2 separate regions of the Callithrix jacchus genome follow, and region 2 is linked to region 1. The links are chromatin contacts, called in public Hi-C maps. All regions are on one chromosome and are shown on one strand. Each heading gives the region's core, a stretch centred on a gene start, on an enhancer-like site or on the middle of the called end of the contact. The rest is flanking DNA. Distances are from core to core; before and after follow the strand shown.

The links. A called contact is a pair of places that touch in the nucleus more often than the background predicts.
Region 2: a contact with region 1 is called in a Hi-C map of skeletal muscle, with 7 times the contacts expected there. The contact joins two enhancer-like sites. A contact is called at or near these places in 3 of 3 Hi-C or Micro-C datasets (induced pluripotent stem cells and skeletal muscle).

The regions. Positions count from the first base shown.
Region 1 is chr1:182,739,323-182,742,902 of calJac240_pri, forward strand. No RefSeq gene overlaps it. Among named protein-coding and RNA genes, the nearest start is that of WDR5, 37 kb to the left of the region's middle. Within about 2 kb of position 1,624, at least 2 of the 16 cell types and tissues checked have an H3K27ac peak or open chromatin away from gene starts, as enhancers often do. A contact at or near this core is called in skeletal muscle, where this site is marked.
Region 2 is chr1:182,997,480-183,001,145 of calJac240_pri, forward strand. RXRA (retinoid X receptor alpha) reads left to right here. Exons shown (of 11, transcript XM_078350648.1): 11 at 1-3,666. The coding sequence ends at 23. It also overlaps the pseudogene LOC100895117. Among named protein-coding and RNA genes, the nearest start is that of RXRA, 110 kb to the left of the region's middle. Within about 2 kb of position 1,947, at least 9 of the 16 cell types and tissues checked have an H3K27ac peak or open chromatin away from gene starts, as enhancers often do. A contact at or near this core is called in skeletal muscle, where this site is marked.

The DNA of each region.
Region 1 (3,580 bases), core at 374-2,873:
GAGAAGGACTCTGAAGGCAGCGCTGTGTAACTGCAGAGCCCACGCTGGCCCAGCTGTCTGTCAGAGAGCCAGGGTGGGGACCGATGTCTGCTGGGAGCCACAGCCCCTCACCTATGGCCGAAGGTGTTTGGGAAGTCCTGCTCGAAGCTCTCCCCAGGGTTCAGCGCAGAGTGGCTAAAGGCTCCGAGAGGCACTGCATGGAAGAAGCCTGCACCCCCTTGCCCACCCAGTGCTTCCTAAACTTCCGTCCCCCCAGAGCAGCAGCCATAACCCCTGACCCCTGGTCTAGGGCTCTGCAGACACATGCTTTGAAAAGTGCTGCCCATCAGAGAGCTGGGGGCAGGACTCGAGCTCCTGGGGCTGGGGGGTGGACTCGTGTCTCTCCTCTGCCCGCAGGGTCCATTCCGGCCAGGGAGTGGATGGCCCCCAGGGCTCAGGTGTGGAGCTGGACTGCTGTGAGGGGCTGCAGTGAGGCTGCCTAGAAGCCCAGGACCCCAGGACACCCATTCCCTTTTCTGCACCTGTTTTCTCTGCTGTAAATGGCAGGAGAAGCTGTACCTGCTTGGTAGGGGCTGTTGGGGGTGGTGCAGCGCCTGGCGCAGGGAGGCCCTTGAAGGTTGGCGGCTGTGGGGGCCGAGCATACAGGGGCTTGGACTTGCTGGTCCAAGAGGTCTGAGTAGGGCAGGGTCCTTGGGGAGGAAGGCCTCCTTCCTGCAGCGGGCCGGTGGGTGTCCTGCCCTGTGCCGGGCCCTGGCAAGAAGACTGTCCCCAACAGGCACGTGGGCCTGCTCTGTTGGAGCTCCAGCTCTAGGTAGATGATTTCTGGATTCGGCCATGCGGGTCCTGGGAGCTGGGGGAACTCATTTAGGGGTGGGCAGAGCTCCTTCCTGAGGAAACAGCATGAAGGACAAGGTGGAGTTTGCCGGGAAGAGGGGAAGAGGGCTCTGGTAAGAAGATACAGCTGCGCAAAGGCCCTGGGGCAGGGAAGAGCAGCCCCTCCCTAGAACAGCAAGGAGCAGGAGGAGCCCGGGTTGGGGCGGGCCCAGGGAGGAGGAAGGTGATGGGGTCAGATTCCACAGGACCTGGCTTTCTCCCTGCTGGGAGAGGTGGTTTGGGCAGAGATGGGCAGCATGGAGGAGGCAGCCCAGGGAGTCCTGGTGGTTGTCCGGGTGGGGGGGGGGGGCTGGCCTGCCTGGGTGGGGATATACTCGCTCCAGGCACCCACCAGCCCCCTCCAGGCCCATCTGTCTTCCCCAGGCCCCTGGGTGCTCTGTCTGGAGGGTGCTTCGTCTGGGCCCTGCCCCGGGGAGGAGGCCAGTCCAGATCTCTGCAAACAGCGTGCCCCTCCCAGCTGTCCCCTTCCCTGATGGCCCTCACGGTGGTAGATGCTACTCTTGAGAGGGGCAGGAAGAACCAACCGCTGTTGGAAATCTGGGAGTGCAGGTCTGGAGATGCATGCTGGACGACCCTGCCCATGTGGGGACTGTCACAGTGCCAGCTTCTGAGGGGCTAGGGGGCCCAGGGTGGGCTGGAGGACCCTGTGAGGTGGGTGACGGAGCAGAAGGCGCTCCCAGAGCTGTCCCTGGTGAGGGAGGTGTGGAAGCCACTGGTGGGGGCTCCTGTTGGACCCTCCTGCTGTGAGGGGCGCAGTGTCCACTTGGGGAAGCTCTGTCCCGGCTCCCACCAGGAGGCAGGGGAGGCACTTTGCCCAAGATCATGGGAGAGCCGGGGTGGGTGTCATCTTTCAGGCCACAGGCCTGGGCCCCAACGTCCTGGGGAACAGGGAGGACACTGCCCAGAGCGTCTTGACCCTGACCCAGGGACCCTGGCCTGGCCCCAGGGCCCCAGCAGCCTCTGCTATTTCTGGCCCTGCTGAGTGGGGCTGCTCATGGCAGCTGCTCCCTGCAGGCACCGCATGTGGCTGCTGGCTGTAGGAGACCCTGGCACAGGCTCCAGAGTGCAGGGTGACCAAACATGTCCCATCAGCTGGCCTTGGACTAGGTGCTTGGGGTTCTGTGGGAACCCTGAATAAATGTGGGAAGGCCCTGGCACTGCCTGGAGGAGCTCTGACTCCAGGGTGGTTGGCACACAGCGGGGTCAGGGGCACAGACACTGGGTCCGGATAACTAGGGCCGGGTCCCACTCGGTCCCTGAGGAGCACAGAGAGCTCTCTGTGGGTGTCCAGGGGCTACTGTGACAAGTGACCACGTGCTAGGAAGCTGCAGACGATGGAGAATGACTCTCTGAGTGCTGGAGGCCGAAGAAGCCAGGTGTCTCATGGACGTCAGGGGAGGGTCCTGCCGGCCGATCCCGGCTTCTAGAGGCTCCAGGGGTTCCCTGGCTGCTGGCCACATCGCTCCCAACTCTGCCTCTGTCCCCACACAAGCCTCCACTTCCATGTTTCACTCCACTACTCCCTGTGTCCCTCCTCCTTCCCCACAGTGTCCCTCCTCCTCCCCCACCATGTCTCTCCTCTCCCCCGGGTCTCTCCTCTCCCCTCCGTGTTTCTCCTCTCCCCTCTGGGTCTCTCCTCTCCCCCCGTGTCTCTCCTCTGCCCCTGGGTCTCTCCTCTCCTCCCTGGTCTCTCCTCTCCCCCCGAGATCTCTCCCCTGCATGTCTCCTAAGGACAGTTGTTATTGGATTTAGGGCCACCTGGACAATCCTGACAATCTCCTTCCCAGTAACTTAACCACATCCGGGAAGACCCTGAGCTCGCCAGTGCGTGGGCGCTGAGACACGTGGAACACATGATTCCAGGGCCTGGTGGACCAGAGAAAGTCGGCTTTTTCACACTTCCAATGCACCTTCTGTCAGCCCTGATGGAATGGGCAGATGGCAGGGCACCTACCATCCACGCCAACCACAGCCGCCCCCTCGGGTCCTCACCCCTCCTTTCCGTCCCTTGAGCACCCCCAGTTCTTCCTGCTTCAGGGTCTCTGCCTCTGCCCCCTCTCCTCCAGGAGCCCCCTGGGCTGGCTGTGCTGCCCCCACCAGGTGCCCAAGCTGGATGTAGTCTCCCTCTCTTTGCAAGACCCTGAGGCAGTGCCCACGACAGAGGCCACACTCCTGCCCTGGTCTGGCTTGCTGTGCTGTCCAGAGTGCACCAGCAGGGGCCCCATGGCAAAAGTGGCACCAAGGGGCTTCGAGCTCACAGCTGAGGATGGCAGGAGTGGAGGTGAGAGAGGAGCCTGCCTGGGCCTGGCATGGATGCCTACCAGTCGTGGGGGTGGCTGGGTGAGTGTGCTCTGCCCACAGGTGCATGGGCTGAGGGTCAAAGCACACTTCTGTGCCAGGGCATCTCTGTGGCCCCACAGTGCACCTGGCCTCAGGGAGGCTGAGATGGGCCCCGCCAGGTGGGGCAAATGCCCAGGCACTGCCCCTCCCCACGCCCCTTTCAGTTTGGCACCACTGGCCTCATTTCAGATGAAGCAACGTCTCCTTAGAGGCATGTGCGCCCGCAGCACCTCACAGCCAGCCCTCGTCTCTTCCTGGGGGTGGTGGGGAAGGCGGGGAAGGCAGAGGCTGGGAGCCAGGTCACAGCTCTCTGCAGGGTTCCTTGGCCCAAAGATCCTGCCATGGG
Region 2 (3,666 bases), core at 697-3,196, 260 kb after region 1:
AAGCCCCACACCAAATGACTTAGGCCTGCGGGCCCATCTTTCGCACCCGCCCAGTCCGGCCACTCCGCCTGGACGCAGCTGCTCTTCTCAGCCTGAGCCCTGACCCTGCCCTTCTCTGCCTGGCCTGTTTGGACTTTGGGGCGCAGCCTGTCACTGCTCTGCCTAAGAGATGTGTTGTCACCTCCTTATTTCTGTTACTACTTGTCTGTGGCCCAGGGCAGTGGCTTTCCTGAGGCGGCAGCCTGAGTGGCAAGAACTAGAATGAGCCCAGCCAGGCGCCTCCCCACCGGGCTCTCGGGACACTCTGCCACACCCCACGGGGCTTGGGTGGCTCACAGGGGTCTCCTGGCTCCGGGCCCAGGAGCTGCAGGAGTTGGGAACAGGGCCTCGGTTCCCATTGCTGTTGAGCGATGCTGGTTTTCAGAATTCCCGGGTGGCCCTCCTGTCTGGAGTGACGTCTTCGCCTGCCCATGACAGCTCCCCTTAATCAGGAGGAGGGGACAGCTGGGGGCACAGGCTGGCTCGTCATCAGCCAAGACCTCAGCCGCCTTGGGGATGAGAGGGGCCAGCAGGCTGCCCTGTGCTGTGAGTGAAGGGAGAGTAGCGTCTTTTTCCAAAGATAACTTGCGGTGTTGCCCTCGAGCCAACAAGAATATGAGCCGACCTCTGTGCAGGGTTTCAGGGCCACCTCCAGGCTGCAGGGACGGGTGTCACCCCCTTGGTTTTCTCTCTGCCTTGGTGTCCTGGCTTCAGACTCCCCCTTCCTGTTGAGACCGGAGTGCCTCGGTCCCTCCCCAGCCTGAGTCTTCTCGCTCTGCCAGGTGGGCTGAGGCCTGTCCTTGGTTCCTGTGGAGCTGGCCCTGGCTGGGCAGGATGGGGCGTCACCACATCCCTGGCCTTGCTGGAAACACAGGGCTCTGCTGACCTGCAACCATCTGTGAGGCCCGTGTGGACGGGAGGGGAGCAGGGTGGCCTCGAGAGAGGGGCTCAGGAACTGGGACCTCGTGGCCTGCATCGGTGGGACCCTCACTCAGGCCTTCTCTCCGCTACCAGTGTGTCTAAAAGACTTGGAACCTGAGAACCCTGAGTCACAGTGCCCTTGGTCCTGGGTCATACGCAGGCCCTGGTGAGACCACCCAGCTGGTGGTGTCCAGAGACAGCATTGCTCACCTAGAGCCTTACTTGGGAGCCTCACCAGGGCGGGGGGCTGAGGGCCTCCCCGGCTCAGCCCTGTGTGGCCCGGCGCTCCTCCCCCAGGCTCCCCTGTCCAGTGGTGCAGGGCTCTCTCAGGGTGAACTCGCCCCTTTTGCACTGGAAGGCCCTTCCTTTGGCCTGAGTACTTTTCCTGTTCACGCCTCAGTCCCGTGGACCCAGCCTGTCAGTAGCAGGTGCCTGAACAGCAGACGGGTGGGGGGATGCAGAAGGGGGCCTTGTCTTTCCAGCAGCAGTTTAGGAATGGAGTGGGGGAGTAGGCGTCTTCTCCAAAGGCTTTCCCCACCTGGAGCAGGGGAGTGTGGGGTGCCCCAGTAGGGGCTCCTCTGTGGGGAGGGGAGCTGCCTGGGGGGCTGGGCCAGAGGCAGCGGCTCAGAGAGGCAGCGTTCCAGCCTTGGTGGGGAGGAAAGTGTTCATTCTTTGCCTTCCTGGAGCTTCCAGCCAGAGCTCAGTTGAGGGACTGGGTGGAGCCTGCAGCTGAGTCTGCCCGAGACAGAGACTGTCAGAGATTCCAGAAGCCTCTCATTCCTGCCCCCCTCCATTCCTGCCTTTTAGTGGCGTGGATCCCCAGAGGTGCCCTCTGTCCAGCCACCATCCTGAGGCAGACTGACGAGCCTCACACCTGTAACAGGCCCCTGGCCAGCTGGGCCCCTTCCAGGCACTGCCCGGGAGCCCCGGCTGCCCCTGGAGCATGGTGGAAACTGGAGGGTGCAGGTGCTCTGGGGCCCAATGATGGGAGCCTGAGAGACCCCACAGCAACACCTGGTGCCTTCTGCAGCCAGTGCCCGTCCGTTTGCGCCCAGACACTCGGGAATGCCCGTGGCTCCAGAGGAAGAAGCCCAGGGCTGGGGCCTCGGTTTTGGGGGCTCGGCTTCTTGGCAACCCTGCCATTTCCAGCTCTGGCTGCCTGTCTGTAAAGCACTGAGGACCCCGCCGTGGGCCGCCAACCCCTGAAAGCAGAACCCTGGCCTCCCCGGCCCCTGCAGCCTTCCCCACCAGCCCTCGTGGCCAGGGTTCTTCCTGCAGCCCTCCTGCCCCTTCTCATCGGCCTTGTGCTTGTACAACCAGTGCTGTTGGTTTGAAAAGGTGACTCGTGAGGAGTGTGGCTCGTTACTGAGTAGAGAGGTAGAGTTTCTATTTAACCAGACCTGTAGTAGTATTACCAATCTGGTTCAATTTAAGGTGATTTTTTGGTAATTATTTTGGTGGGACAATCTTTAATTTTCTAAAGATAGCACTAACATCAGCTCATTAGCCACCTGTGCCTGTCCCCGGCTCGGCCCTGCTGGATGAAGCGGCTTTCCCGCAGGCCCCCCTTCACAGTGGCTGCTTCCTGGGCCACCAGGGCACCCCAGCGCCTTCGGGTGTGTTCCTCAGCTGGTCACCTCCTTTCTTTGCCTTCCGATGGGGCTTCTGAGGCTGAGGAGTGAAGATGCCTCAGAGCCAGGCCACCCTAGGCTTCATCGGGTGTGTTTTGGAAGCCGGCCTGCTGGGACCCTCCACCCTAGGGCCTGTGTCAGCCACCTGCCCTCTGCACCCTGGAAGCACATGGGCTCTGGGAAAGACAGCCCTGACCTTCAGTGTTCCAAGTCACGGTGTTCCCCAAGAATTCTGGGCTGGCAGCCTAATGGCAGTACTGGAGAAGACCCTGAGCCTTTCCCCATGGGGCACCCAGGAGGGCCTGGCCGGCATGTGCAGCCTGTGGGTGGCCGGCTGATGTCCACGCTGTGGTCAGGGTGCGTGACCTGGTGCCCATCCATGCAGGTGTGTGGTGTAAGCATGTATGTGCTGTACAGATGTGTGTGGAGAGCCACGCACCAGGGCCACGGAGAGGCGGAGCAGTTACCAATGTTTCGTGTTTATTTTTAATCAAGACGTTTCCCCTGTTTTCCTATAAATTTGCTTAGTGTAAGCAAGTACAAAAGGACCCTCCTTTGGTGAAATCCGGGTTCGAATGAATATCTCAAGGCAGGAGATGCATCTATTTTAAGATGCTTTGGAGCAGACAGCTTTAGCCGTTCCCAACCCTTAGCAATGCCTTAGCTGGGACGCATAGCTAATACTTTAGAGAGGATGACGGATACATAACGAGAGTAAAGATAAGAGAAAATGTCTAAAGCATCTGGAAAGGTAAAAAAAAATCTATTTTTGTACAAATGTAATTTTATCCCTCATGTATACTTGGATATGGCGGGGGAGGGCTGGGACTGTTTTGTTTCTGCTTCTAGAGATTGATGTGAAAACTTCCTCCGAGAGATGCCAGGGCAGACGATGGCAGAGGAGAGGACCCCTGTGACAGCGGCGAGGCTTGGGAGGAAACCGCCGCCGGGGGCATCTTCCTTGGGGACAGAAGGGTGGGCCTGAGGCTTTCAAGGGTTTTCTTCCCCTTTTGAGTAATTTTTAAAGCCTTGCTCTGTTGTGTCCTGTGGCCGGCCTTCCTGTGACTGACTGAAA